Regions from separate parts of the Zea mays genome. Here all the other regions are linked to region 1. A link is a contact called in public Hi-C data. All regions are on one chromosome and are shown on one strand. The core of a region is the stretch at or near the end of the contact, and the rest is flanking DNA. Distances in the headings are between cores, read along the strand shown. Region 1 holds the start of LOC103626867. Region 2 holds the start of LOC100193966 (Mitotic spindle checkpoint protein BUBR1). Region 3 holds the start of LOC100276156.

Evidence for each region. Hi-C and Micro-C count contacts between places; a contact is called where the count stands out from the background.
Region 2: a Hi-C map of ear shows a contact between it and region 1, with 2.8 times the contacts expected there. The contact joins the promoter of LOC100193966 here to the promoter of LOC103626867 in region 1. A contact is called at or near these places in 2 of 25 Hi-C or Micro-C datasets (ear and tassel).
Region 3: a contact with region 1 is called in a Hi-C map of leaf, with 3 times the contacts expected there. The contact joins the promoter of LOC100276156 here to the promoter of LOC103626867 in region 1. A contact is called at or near these places in 2 of 25 Hi-C or Micro-C datasets (ear and leaf).

What each region holds. Positions count from the first base shown.
Region 1 is chr5:126,922,240-126,926,657 of Zm-B73-REFERENCE-NAM-5.0, reverse strand. It overlaps LOC103626867, which reads left to right and starts at 1,938. Exons shown (of 3, transcript XM_020538080.2): 1 at 1,938-2,171; 2 at 2,278-2,496; 3 at 2,801-3,204. The coding sequence starts at 1,938. The coding sequence ends at 3,010.
Region 2 is chr5:126,594,202-126,598,619 of Zm-B73-REFERENCE-NAM-5.0, reverse strand. It overlaps LOC100193966 (Mitotic spindle checkpoint protein BUBR1), which reads left to right and starts at 2,419. Exons shown (of 11, transcript NM_001359360.1): 1 at 2,419-2,687; 2 at 2,869-2,928; 3 at 3,047-3,191; 4 at 3,296-3,453; 5 at 3,988-4,066; 6 at 4,150-4,216; 7 at 4,294-4,345. The coding sequence starts at 2,473.
Region 3 is chr5:126,636,699-126,641,116 of Zm-B73-REFERENCE-NAM-5.0, reverse strand. LOC100276156 reads left to right here and starts at 2,212. Exons shown (of 2, transcript NM_001150011.2): 1 at 2,212-2,350; 2 at 3,083-3,682. The coding sequence starts at 3,109. The coding sequence ends at 3,534.

The DNA.
Region 1 (4,418 bases), core at 689-3,188:
CTGCTAGTGGAAATTGATTTCTACTAGCGGTTCAGTTAAGACAACCATCGGTGGAAATCGATTTTCACACTCGATTGAGGTATGAAAACCGTCGCTACAAATCCTTTTTAGAAAATACAAACATGGTTATCAAAATAGCACAATAAATTATTTAATTAGGGGAGGCATCACTCGCCAATCGATGCCGTTAGTGATGACATTTTCGTGCAAATCTCATGCGAGTAGTTGGTTGCGAGGTCCTACCCGCCAGGCTCATGGCATGCGTTGACCGGGTGCGAGCGGGTGTTTGGTTGCCGTGCCCCACGTACTCTGGACTGCACGAGCGTATGCACTTTAGCTGGAAATGGCCTGCACGGACTCCGGGTGCGAGCGGGTGTTTTTCACTATTCAGCCTGCATGCGTGGAGAAGCTGGAAATGGCCTTCGCTGGGGGACTAGGCCCGCACCAGCCAGGCACGCGACGTATAGGCAACCAATCAGGCCGTACGTGGTTGGTGGCAATCAAACATGAGACCTTACCCTCACGAGTAGCCTCCTCTCCCACTCCACCCATCACTTACTTTGTATCTAGATTGTAGCTTTGTTACCCACATATTAAAACTAATTAGGTGTAAATTGATTGTTTTGGGTCGTAAACTAATTCAAGCGAAAAAGTTGTTAACTACAAAGTTCAATAACTTTTTAAGTTCTACACCAATTATTTTAGTACCTTTTCCATCCGAGATCATTTGCAGAATTTACATTTTAAATTTGAAAAAATTCATATGCAATTTTGAGAGCCTAGATGATTTCAAATGAAAAAGTTGTCAACTACAAAATTTCATAACTTTTGGAGATCTACAACTTTTTTGGTTGATTTTTCATATGAATTCATTTGAAAAACTAAAAAATCTAGGATAAAATGATTTCTACTAGCGGTTCTTAAAAAACTGCCAATAGAAATCATATTTATATTGTTGGTTTCAAAAGAAAACCGCTAGCAGAAATCATGGAATTGTACTGGCAGTTTTCTTTAGGACCTGTTAGTACAAATATGATTTATACTTTCAGTTTTTTAAGAAAACCGTCAGTGCAAAGTTGTTTCCACTTGTCATTCTTAAGTCGGGCCGACCACTTTATTTTTATTGACGCTAGATAATCAAAACCGCACGTAGAAATTAGACCTTACCATAGGCATAAGCTTTTTTGTACTAGTGTGTAGCATAAAACTCAAAGAGTTGTAAACACTATTCGCTTTGGATTAAAGACAGTTATTTAGACTGTTGCGGCTGTAATTCATAGAGACAAAATATTGTAGAAGTAGTAGAAGTCGGTATGGATTAAAGTCGAGATATCCGTCCGTAGCATACAAAGAGTTGTAGACAATGATATTTTATGTCATTAGTAACGACTAGGATAAAAATGAAAAAAAAAACTTAATGGGCCAAGACATCTATTTGGAGATCTGGTTATTTTTGGAAGGCATATAATCACCACACCAGGTCATTGCTACCCAGCCATGCACATGTGCTTCACGCCCTTTTGGCAGTTGTTTCCAGTTTTTCTTTTTTTCCCCCGCCTTGAGACAAATTTTAAATTTGCACACACATTTCACACACTACAAAATTTTCGTGGCAACATTGCACACAAATCCACCATCATTTAATACGTCCGTTATTACTACTATACTATATCTCTAAGATCTCAGATCCCAATCCATCCTGTGTTTGTAGGAAAATAAGGATAAAGGCAGAAGAGTGGTGGTGGTCTCTGAAATCTCAATCTGCCTCGCTCTCCATCTCCATCTATCGACCATCCGAGGTGCAGGTTGGTGAAATTTCTTCAGTCTGCTAAATTTCTTCGCTTCTTACTTAGTAGCATGGTTTGCATTTTTAGTATGTCTTTAGGTACGGTGTCTGCTCACCATGCTTGCTGTACTTTCCATCCAGGGCAGCAGAAATGGTGAGCCTGAGGGAGATGGCTCGGTCCGATGCGGAGCGTGCCCCACCAGCGTGGCTGCGTGCGCTGCTAGAGACCAGGTTCTTCGATGCATGCCCAGAGCACCAAGCCAACGACGCCGGCCGCGCTAACAGGAAAAGAACCAGCGGCTGCAACTTCCTGTGCACTCACTGTGCCGACCGGGCCCTCTGCTCTGGCTGCCTCGGCAACCATGAAGGTCATGGACTTATCCAGGTACGTACACAGCTAGGACCACTCTGTCGTGGCAAAAGTGTGTGGATTAGTTCCGATCTTTAGGCACGGTGTCACTGCTCTTGCTTGCTTTGTGTGTGAGGTGCAGATCCGGAGGTCGTCAGGCAACAACGTTGTGAAGGTCGATGATGTTCAGAATCGGCTGAGCGTGTCACTGGTGCAGACCTACGTCTACAACGGAGACTATGCTGTGTTCCTGAACAGGCGACCCATGTCGGGTCACGGAAAGCATGGCGCGTCTCACTGTGAGCAGTGCGGAAGGGGACTCCAGGATGAGGACTGCCGCTTCTGCTCACTCGAGTGCAAGGTGAGACACATCTTGCTCAATTCATGCTGCAAGATTTTTATGCATGCATGTGTAGGAGTTGCTAGATTTCAAGTCTTCAATTCAGCATCCATGTTATATGTAGAAATGATATATGGTGGTTGGTTGATGAATCGAGGGAACACCATGGCAATCTGTAAACGATCTTCTTCTAAATTGTGTGCTCATGTATGCTTGCTAGCTAGATATTGTGTGCAACTTCCAGTGCCACAGATGTACCTGCTGGCGATGCCTTGCTTCTTTATTTCATTCATTCTAATTTTCCATCGTCGTCGTTATATATCAGGCTAAAGGAATAGAGGACCGTCTTGATTTCAGCGTGTCATTCGCTGTCGATCCAAACAACTTCAGCAGCTCTGGAGATGACACTGAATCAGACGACGATGAAGACTCATCCTACCCATCCAAGTTTCAAAAGCTGGAAACTATACCAGCATCATCTAGCAAGCCAGTTGCCTCTGGAGGACAGCACTCTATAGGTAAAAAGCAATATTGAGATCAATGCCAAGATCTACACTATCTTGGCAAATGGAGGATCACTAGGTCGTCATCCTACAGTGGTGATCCTACAGATAATGCTTGCAAACAGTATCCATGGACAATGCCATTCGCATATGCATGAACTAATCTCGAAACTTGGAATGTTTAGACATGGTTCAAAACATGGTTTGTGGGATGTTTTACTTTTAACTTCCTTGAGTTTGATAGTTTGATTGTTCTTGTGTCATACATCCAATTCGTGTCTTGATATTTTGTTGCTAATCTTTCTTTGGAATCAAACGTATGGTCATTATGTAGTATATAGAGAAAAGAATGCGGCACCAATGGCGTGCGGCACATATTATGACGTTTTAACTTGATCAAGATAGAACAAAGTCATGAGAAGGTAAGCAATTACATAAAATTCATTACTTTCTCTCATTCGGTGCATGGGCTAATAATTATGATTCTTGTGCTGCATCTATCCATGTTGATTTAGTCATATATACATGTGCATGGTTTTTAGTTTGTGTTATGTGGCAAACCATTTCTTATAGTGTGGTTCACCATTATATTGTTGTATCTATTTGCATGCCAATATTAAGTAGTACAAGATTCATCTCATCTTGTGCTCAAGATTGGACTTGGTCTACAATAGTAACGAATGCTTTCACAAGACCTTTGATTGCTATAAGTGCCCATGTTTTGGCATGCTCTCTTTTGCCGATGATTTTGAATCTTAATAAACACACTGGTTGAATCTTCCACTAAGCACACAATCTCACAAAGAGAGATGTAGAGAGTTTCACAAGGTATAGAATTAGCAACCATAAAAGGAGAGGCTTTGGGTTCTTAAAACCTCCACTCAGAAACTAGCTATTGGAATATTGGAATTTTCGTCGATTGTTGGAACTTTCGACTAACATTCGATTATTTTTTGTCATTGGAGGAACTTTACTTGTAGTTGACAACACAACCTAGGCTAAAGGGTACGCATTGATGGTTAGGTGGTTGGATGTGGAAGGCAAGGAAATAACTTCTTTTACATTTCATTGTTTTGGTTGACCATCTCAAACTTAAAGGCCCATGATTCTTTTTATTCTTAAACAAATATCAAAACAAGAAGTGTGATTGAACAATACTCAATTGTCTAATTTAGTAATGTATTGACAATAATTGGTCCACTTCGTTGCATGGGATATTAGTGTCCATCCATGGTTTATCATCTATAAAGCCAACATGGTTAGAGTGCCTTGCTAAATAGGTCAGGGTCAACCACTATGAAGCCTCCTAGGTCTTTAGGTTGACCACGCATTTGGCTAGTTGACCAAGCAACACTCATCCTTTGAATTGTCGTTTCTTTTCTGAAGGAAGGAATGCCATTTTTTGTTAATTTGGTTTCTTGCCCAGACGACAATAGGAAG
Region 2 (4,418 bases), core at 1,170-3,669, 330 kb after region 1:
ACAATGGAGTAGGGTATTACGCTCCGGCGGCCCGAACCACTCTAAACCCTTGTGTGTTCTTGTGTTCTTCTCGATTCCATCTAGCAGGCAAAATGCTTAGGCCTCCTCCTCATCTTAGGATTTAGGGCGGGTGCGTTTCTCCACCCGGCTGGAGAATTTCCTCTCCGATAGTGTGTTTGGATGGGATTCATTTAAAATAGAGCGGCTCCATCCTAATTTATGAAAATGTAGTCGTTTGATTTTGTATTTGACAAGCAGAACATAGCCGCTTTATTTTTTTGATTGAAGAGTAGAAAAAAGCGGAAATACTCCATTCTTTGTTTGGTTGGAGAACCATATGAGTAAGGATGACAATGGATTGGGTTTAGGTCGAGTGGAGCAAAAACCCGCCTGTGATCACACCCGTAAAGTCCACCTAAACTGAGCTTGCGATTACACCCACGGGTGCAATTCCAAACCCGTACTCGAACTCGTCGGGTTTCAGGTGGGTTTCGGGTCACCCGCGGGTTTTTACTCAATGTACAATTTTAGTTAATAATTCGGCTATAGGCAATTAAATCTCTACTATATTTAAAGCACCAGTTTTAATGGTCATCCTGCGTCATCTTTTTACAAATAACACCTCATAGCTATTTCAAATTAACAATTAACCCGTTGCACGCCCGTCCGGCTGACGTCCCAAAATACACCTCCACATATAGATGGCCAAACGGCGGCCCGGCATGGGCCAGACGCCCGCAGGCCACAGATCTGGCCCAGACACGTCATGCCGGCCTGCTAACTGTGCCGGGTCGAGCCATTAGCTCATCGACCCATTTGATTAAATCAGCGTAAAATGTTAAAAAATAATGCAAGAGGTGGGGTTCGAACCCATGGCCTGATAGAAGAAGGATTTGAGACACTGTGTGAAGCTGTCTAATTAGTAGAACATCATGCTCAAATATTTTTAATATTGAATATAAATTGTATATATGTATATACGTTTTTTAAAATAAAAAATATAATCGTGTCGGGTTGGGCCAATACTATGGGCTGAGGCTACAACTCAAGCACATCACGGCGTTCTTGGCTCTTGTAAGCATTAGGTCGTTTCTGAGACCACATTGGCGCAATGGACTCCATGGTGTTTGAGGTTGCTGAATTGGATGGAGCAACAATGATGTGCCACACTAACAGTAAAATGAAAGGTTATTTGTTGGTTCTAAACGTTAGTAATTGCTACGAAGTAGCATAATTTATATGGAACACATCCAGTTTTTATTGATGCCTGACTTTAGCAACCACTCTATATTTTGATCTATCTTTTTTATAAGTTTGAGTTCATGTGACTTATTTTAGAAACTTGAGCTTACAAACTTTCTCTTATTTGGTCTCTGTATATAGGAATTATGTCATTCTATAATCTATGTTCGTTCAGTCAGTCGTTATGAACTCTCTTATAATCGCTCATTTCATTGGTTGTGTTGTACCAAGACATACTGGATGGAGTAAACAATAACATCAGTTAGCCAAATCAAAAAAACATTATACGGAGAGCAGAGACAAATAATAAAAAATCTTGATATTTTTATGGATTTACGTGGGTATTGTTGTAAGCCGTCGCAACGCACGGGTAACCGACTAGTATTAGTAATAATTGAGTTATATCTATGAATTTTAAGCCTTCTCACGTTGAGCGCAACAAAATATTTAATGAATAATTAGCCAACCTACTTATTCAAAAATAATTACTATTGTATTGTATCATAAGTAGTATTGTGCAAATTAAAGAATGATCCAAATTTTGTGTCGGGTGTGGGTCACCCATGGTTGAAATAGAAACCTGCATAACACTCGTGAAACTTTGAGTCGAGTCTGGGGTGCACTCACGGGTTAAAATTTTTACCTGTACCCGCACCCGTCGGGTTGGGTACGTGTCGAGTTTCGGGTTTGCGGGTTAAATTGCCATCCCTACATAAAAGTGTAGGGGGGAGGAAAGACATGAGTATGCTCACATCCGATCGTTTTGATGGAGCAGAGACATCTCAATTATTTATGATATATTTTTATACGGAGACTATAAGAGTCGCTTTACTCTCTTTCATTAGAAACCAAACATCTACAAAAAATAGAACTGGATTGGTTCCATTCGCATCCACTCTTTTACCAAACACATCCTAATATATGTACTTGGTGGAGTAATTTAGTCCTCGTTTCATGGTTGCTTTTTTTTTTTTTTGCTAAAATTTACGCTTCTCATGGCATACAGCCAGTTGAATTTGTTCCAGCCAAGCAAAACATAGCTGGGCTATTTTGAGTACAAACCGGCCCAAATAAAACATGGGATTAACTAAAAGCCTACGGCCCAAACTTTTCGCAAAGCTTCACCGTTTAAAACCGAAACCTGACCTGCGGGCTGCAGCAGCGTCCGCTCCAAAACGCAACGGTCGAATCTCCTCGAATTCGAATTGCAGCCGGTGCCACCCACCTCACATGGCGGCGGCGGAAGAGATGATGGCGGTGCTGGACAAGGAGACGCTGGCGCTGATGGGTCTGGGCAACGCCGCCGCCGCGGTGGTTGCCGAGTGCGAGAAGTTCAAGGAGAACGCGAGGCCGCTCAAGCGCGGGCGCGACGTGTCCAAACTCAACCACGCGCTCAAGGCACACGCCGATCCCGCCCAGCGCGCCACTCTTCTCGAAGCCCGAAAGTACGTTTCCTTCTCCAGTCTTTCGCCCAGCAATGGGGGAAAAGGAGTTGTGGTTTTGTAACTTTTGTTTGCTCTGGATTTCTTTTTCTTGGGCCTGGGTCTGTGGGGAGGAGACAAGTTGCTGCAGTAATGCAAATATATATCATGTGTGTTCATCGTTCGGTTCATTTGCTTGATCCAGGAAGCTGATTGAGGCAATCTACGAGTACCAAGGCGAGGATCCGCTCCAACCGTGGCTGGAGTAAGTTTTTCTCATAGCCCCTTTAACTCGCCTTTTTCGATTTCTTGGTTCGTGCCAGGACTGGTAGCTGTTCTAGCAGATAGATTGTTCATTTCTTCTCTGATTCGTCCGCGTGCAGCTGCATCAAGTGGGTGCAGGAGTATTTTCCGACCGGCGGCGAGTGCTCAGGGTTGGTGGTGTTGTACGAGCAGTGCGTGCGGACCTTATTGGACGACGAGCGCTACAAGGACGACCTCCGCTTCCTCAAAGTGTGGCTGGAATACGTGAGTGATGCTTTGCCAGCTTGATTGTTTTTCTCTGTAGTTTGTGTCAGTGCAGTGGAGGCACCTCATATATCATTCCGCTGCCGATCTTGTCCTTTTTGCAGGCGGGGAACTGTGCTGATGCTGAGGTAATATACAGGTTCCTGGAGGCCAACCAGATTGGGCAGGGCCATGCGATCTACTACATGTCTTACGCATCGTTGCTGGAGTCAAAGAACAAGTTGAGGAAAGCTAATGAGATCTTTGACCTTGGTATAGCTAGGTGAGATTTTCTTTAGATCAGCACGTTTGTTCATATAAAGCTCCTGAGTTTTAAATTGTTAGGTAGATCATGCTGTTGTACTATATATCCGATCCAAAAATTGTGTCCTATAATGGACATGGAGTACATATATGCTCCTGTGTTTGATTTTCGTACATAACAAGAGTCAATGATGGTACAAAAATGAGGCTGATGTTATACTGAATCAGTTTTCCTTCTTTGTTTTATTTTCATGATCACTTCTAATTTGATACATTCTAACGAATTAGAAATAAAAAGTTCCTTTTAGTTTCTAGTTCGCAAACGTAAAATGAAAAAAAAATCTCAGTCTTCTACTTCCTATTCTTTAAGATTTGACACTCCTTTGACTAGTTATGCCACTATCTTCTTGTAAATGATACAACACTCGGAATTGTTTTACTTATCATGGTTTCTGCTTACCTCTTTTGTTATGGTTAGTTGTGCATTGGTTTTAATACTTGATTAATCCATGTGAATGTATGAAGTTTCTTATATTCGATTTTTTATTGTCAGAAAAGCGAAGCCTCTGGAGAAGTTGGAAGCTGTATACAGGGCATTTCTTCGAAGATCAATCAAAAAGAGGGAACAAGAGGTTTGCTATTCAAATTACAGCAGTGTTTATTTATCTTGAAGCCAATACCTCAGTTGAATGACTTCTTTCTTTTCCTGTAGCAGGATGATACAGTAGATGATGATCTGCCAAAACGCAGTTTCGGGAATAACTTGAAACGAGATGAAAACAGTAAGCTTGTTCAGTTTTACTCTGATTTAGCATGAACTTCGAGTGGCTGCAACCTAATACATATGCAAACATGGCAGGAAATCAGCAAGCAGGGAACTCCCACCTGGGGAGACCAAGGGCACTGCAGAGGTCAGTACCTGTATGATGTGACAGATGTAAAATATCCATCTAAACCTGGAGTTTTTTTTCCTCATCATGTCAC
Region 3 (4,418 bases), core at 963-3,462, 290 kb after region 1:
TTTCATCCTATCAACATGTGATGGGAATAACCGAACAAGGCATAAAGTGGATTGGAGATCTACCGGGGTGCTTGATTGATTTGTCCATTGGTGTGTAAACACTAGCTTGTTGAATTGTGGTTTTATGCGTATGTGTTGTGTGGTACCCTACTTATCTGGTCGATCTCCTTTTATGATTGAATTAGGCTTAGGGTATTCTTTTATTGGCACTTGAGCGCGGTTATTTTTCAGATGTTCCCAGTTTTGATGCATTTTGTCAGAGCTAATTCGAATTAGCATGCAGAATTCGTATAATTATAATTGTTGAAGCCTTAAATTCAAGTATCTTGGCTCTTTTCACGCTTTCTCACAAACAAATTATGAAATATATTGCATTATTTGTTAAAGTTTGGATAAACCATTGCTTGGTCATGTGTCTACAATACATCTAATTTATATAGTACTAATTTTATTTTTACCAGGTCAAAAAAATTTATGTGTCTACAATACATCTAATTTATATAGTACTAATTTAATTTTTACCAGGTCAAAAAAATTTATGTTGAAAAGGAAAATTTAGAGATCCAATGTCACATTCTGTAAAAATTTATGATACATGTATAGGATGCACTCAATGTGTACGAGCTTACCCAACAATTGTATTAGAAATGATACCTTGGGATGGATGTAAAGCTAAGCAAATTGCTTAGGTTTTGGCGAAATTATTTCCTTCCTTAGGGCTACTTTGGTAACCTCAAATTCTCTTCGGGATTGGTGGGAATTGAGGTGAAAATGAACTAATTTTCTCTTCAATCCCCTTTAATCCCGAAGAGAATTTGAGTTTCCAAACTAGCCCTTAGAAGGGATTAATGGAATGATGTTATTGTCACATGTACCTAATGACAGAAATAGAGTGCAAGCTAAGGGGCGGAGCTGTGTTAAACCCAATGGACGTAGCAGTTTTTACTGTTTCTCTATGGATGAACAGCTATTTTTAATTCCAAACTGCACCACCCACCACATTCTAACACGCAGTGTGATTTGCCTTTGCTATGTACTACCATCTCTATTTGCTTTTATTTGACGTTGGATAGTACAAATTTACACTAGGAAATGTTAAATAAAAAAACCGAAGGGGTGCTTTTTTTACTGTTTATGCATGATTAGTGACTAGCCCGGCTGATATTTCGATCCAAGTGGGTGCTTTTTTACCACATATCAAGTAGACAAGTAGCTAGTTACATAATTGTGTTTGCCAATGATTCTATGAGCCGGGGCCTGCAGTAATATTTATTCTTATCATGTTTTGTTGACAAATCATAGAAACATGACAGACAATAGCAAGAAGGCGACGGTGTAAATGATAAAATATCAATTATTCCGGGGCCTGTTACTTTATTATTATTATGTTGTGTTACTGCATGATGCTTATCCTATTAGCCGATATATCAAGTAATACGGATTATGTTCTTTTAGAGCAACTCCAAAAGAATGTTAAAAATTTTACCCCAAAAATTGATTATTAAGAGCAGGCTAAATTTTTTTAAGAGTGAAACTCCAACAGTTCCTTTAAATGTGACATGTGGCGCAATCTGTACAGTCGTCGGGAGGCCGTAGATGATCTGATACGTTGAGGAATGGATTGTGGAGAGATGAAACACACCAAAATATGAGGGAGAGGAGGCTGTGGATGCGGGACGCTAATTTTTTGGGAAGAATGAGAGAGCTGTTGGAGTAAGAAAAACCATTATTTTTTACTAATATCTGTTTTAGGGTTAGTTTACACGTTCTTTTGGAGTTGCTCTTATTGATATTAGGATGACCGTAATGGTGCCCTTAAGCCGTAATGGTTGTCTCTAAAGAACATACTAAATTTTGGGGCAGATTTTTTATCCCTAAATTTAGGGTGTTCTATGTCTATTTCTCCTAAAAATTTATACTTTAAACTACGAATGAAATAAGTTAAACAAAAAGTTATGTATGCACGCATAATTTTAAATATATTAGAAATTGTGTATAGAGGATAAATTTATAGTGAATCCTGCGGAAGCTAGGATTTAGGGGATGGAACATTTTAGAGAATGGTGAAAAAAAATAGGATTTAGGAAGACGATATAGAAGAAACACTGCCGATTGCCCTATCTGTTTCACAAATAAATAATAATATGAGATGGAAACCCATGACCATAAGGTATATCTGGGCCGAGGCATATCTATATACAACTGGAGCAGCCCACAGGCCACAACGATTCTCGTCGGTCGTTCTGTGCCCTATCCGTCGTCGGCTATCGCAACAGCAGCGCCTCTTCCCTGTCGCCCTGACTCCTCCCTAGCAGCAGAAAACCGGCGGCAAGTCTTCGGTGGCGGCGAGGTGTGTTCAATTCCTCCGCTCTCATCCCTCACACGGTCTGATTTCTTCCCCTTCCCTGCGTGCAAAGAGCCAGGAAAGAGTGGCAGATCGGCAGTACCTGCCTACCTGGAATCGGTGGCTCAACGGCTCCCATCGCTTCGTGCTTCTCCCATCCATGTGCTCCATGCCAGATCCCGCCTCTCCCACCCATCTCCCACCTTGCTCTAATCCCATGCGTATCTACGAATCGGCTATGCTCGAATCCCTCTCCACCCCCTTCTTCTGTTGATCCAATTCACATCTGCTGCTGTGTGTCATCTTCAATCCCCCTCCCAATCTGCTGCTGTAGCTACTCGTATGAACTGCTGGGAATCTGTACCCCGTATTATTTTTAAAAGAAATTAGTTTGCATTGTGCTCGACTGCTTGTTACATGTGGTGGGCGTATATACATTCATCTGCTGTGCCATGTGCTCTGTTGCTGCCTCTGCTTGGGAGAAGAGTAGATCAGATTGTCCACAAGTTGTGCTACTCAATCCATATTACTGTATAAGGATCCGAAATTGTATTTCTTACATTTATTAAAATGCAACTCATTCCTGTCATTATACTTCTTTATATGCATATGCGCCATACTAATTGATGATTTGAAATAGTAGGTGTGTCCGCATATCTGTTGGTGCTGGTACTTAACAAGTTAACATGTGATGGTACTGCTTTAGTAAACTGGCTCACTTTAATTGTCTTTCAACAGGGAAGGCCAAGGCTTTGCCTGAGAGAATGCAAGACCCAAGGGATGATGATTTCTTGGCGCCAAAGTTGCATAAGAAGAAGGTTGTCTACCGGCCGCAGCCATCAGGCCATCTGAAGGGTGAACCTGAACTGTTGCGGAGAGAGTTTCCGCAATCATCAGGCATGGTCCAAAAGCCACCCAAAAGAAGCTTGAAGGGTGAGCCTCGCACGCCCCCTTCCGACAGGGGGACCCCGGATTCCCTGCCGGAATCTGGTCCTACCGACGAATACCGTGCGTTAAGGAGGAAGTACCTGATGCTGGAGGAAGAGAACTTTGCACTGGACAAAGAACTGAGCATGGAAGATGAAGAAATGAAGGCCCTAGAGGATGAAAAGCTTGCACTGCTTGATCAGCTTGTTGTCTTGGAAGGCCTTGTCGAGCCATCCCAGTTGCAGTCTCAACCTAGGCCGTAAGGTGTTTTGGTTTATGTATAATCGTTGTCGTTCATTATAATTCAGCTACTAGTAGCTGTTATACTATCTGGGCTTAAACAGTGTGTAGAAACAGCATAGTAGACCTGTTACTTCTATCGGACATCGACGAATAAAAAAAACTCTTATGACTGTTTGCAGGGTTGACAACTTCTTAGTCCGTTTGTGTAAAGTAAGAAGAATTTAGTTGCGAAGGTAGTTCTGTGCAGATGAAGCCTTGTTGCGGCTTACCTGATGTTGAGCTCATGATGTGAAACAGGAACGATACACTTGTCTTCATACTTCTTGGATGGTACTACGAGGAAATAACATGGCTTTGGTTACTGTCATAACCAAGGTTTTTTGTACTTAATTCTGAATTATGTTTTTGGGTTTTCTCTATACATATTTTATGTAATGCACTTAGATGCACTATCGGTGTGCTTGGTTGCCGTGTAGTAGCAGCCTTTTCCGACTTAGCCAGCACCGAGCACCTGAGGATTCAGGCTCATTTGGTCCGGCTAATTTCATGCAATAGACTTTTGTTTGGTTATTGTATTAGTGCATTTAGGCTAAATACAAGTGTTGTTTGGTTGTCAACATCAAGAATAAAGATCCGATAGAATAAACAAAATAAATCTCTAAAATTTATATAGCAAGTGTAATCTAGTTTTGTTCGTAAAAATGCTAAGAACATAAATTTAAAATTGGTTTAGCGATTGAAAATTTCAAGTGAGATCTATGACGAAAAACAAAATAAAATATGATTTAGAAATGCCTGTCCAAGCTTCAGGTGCATGCACACAGCCTGCATCTCTAGATACGCTCGTCGAGCGCAGACGAGCCTGACGGGCAAGCATTGCTTGCATGCGTAGAACCTGTTTGTT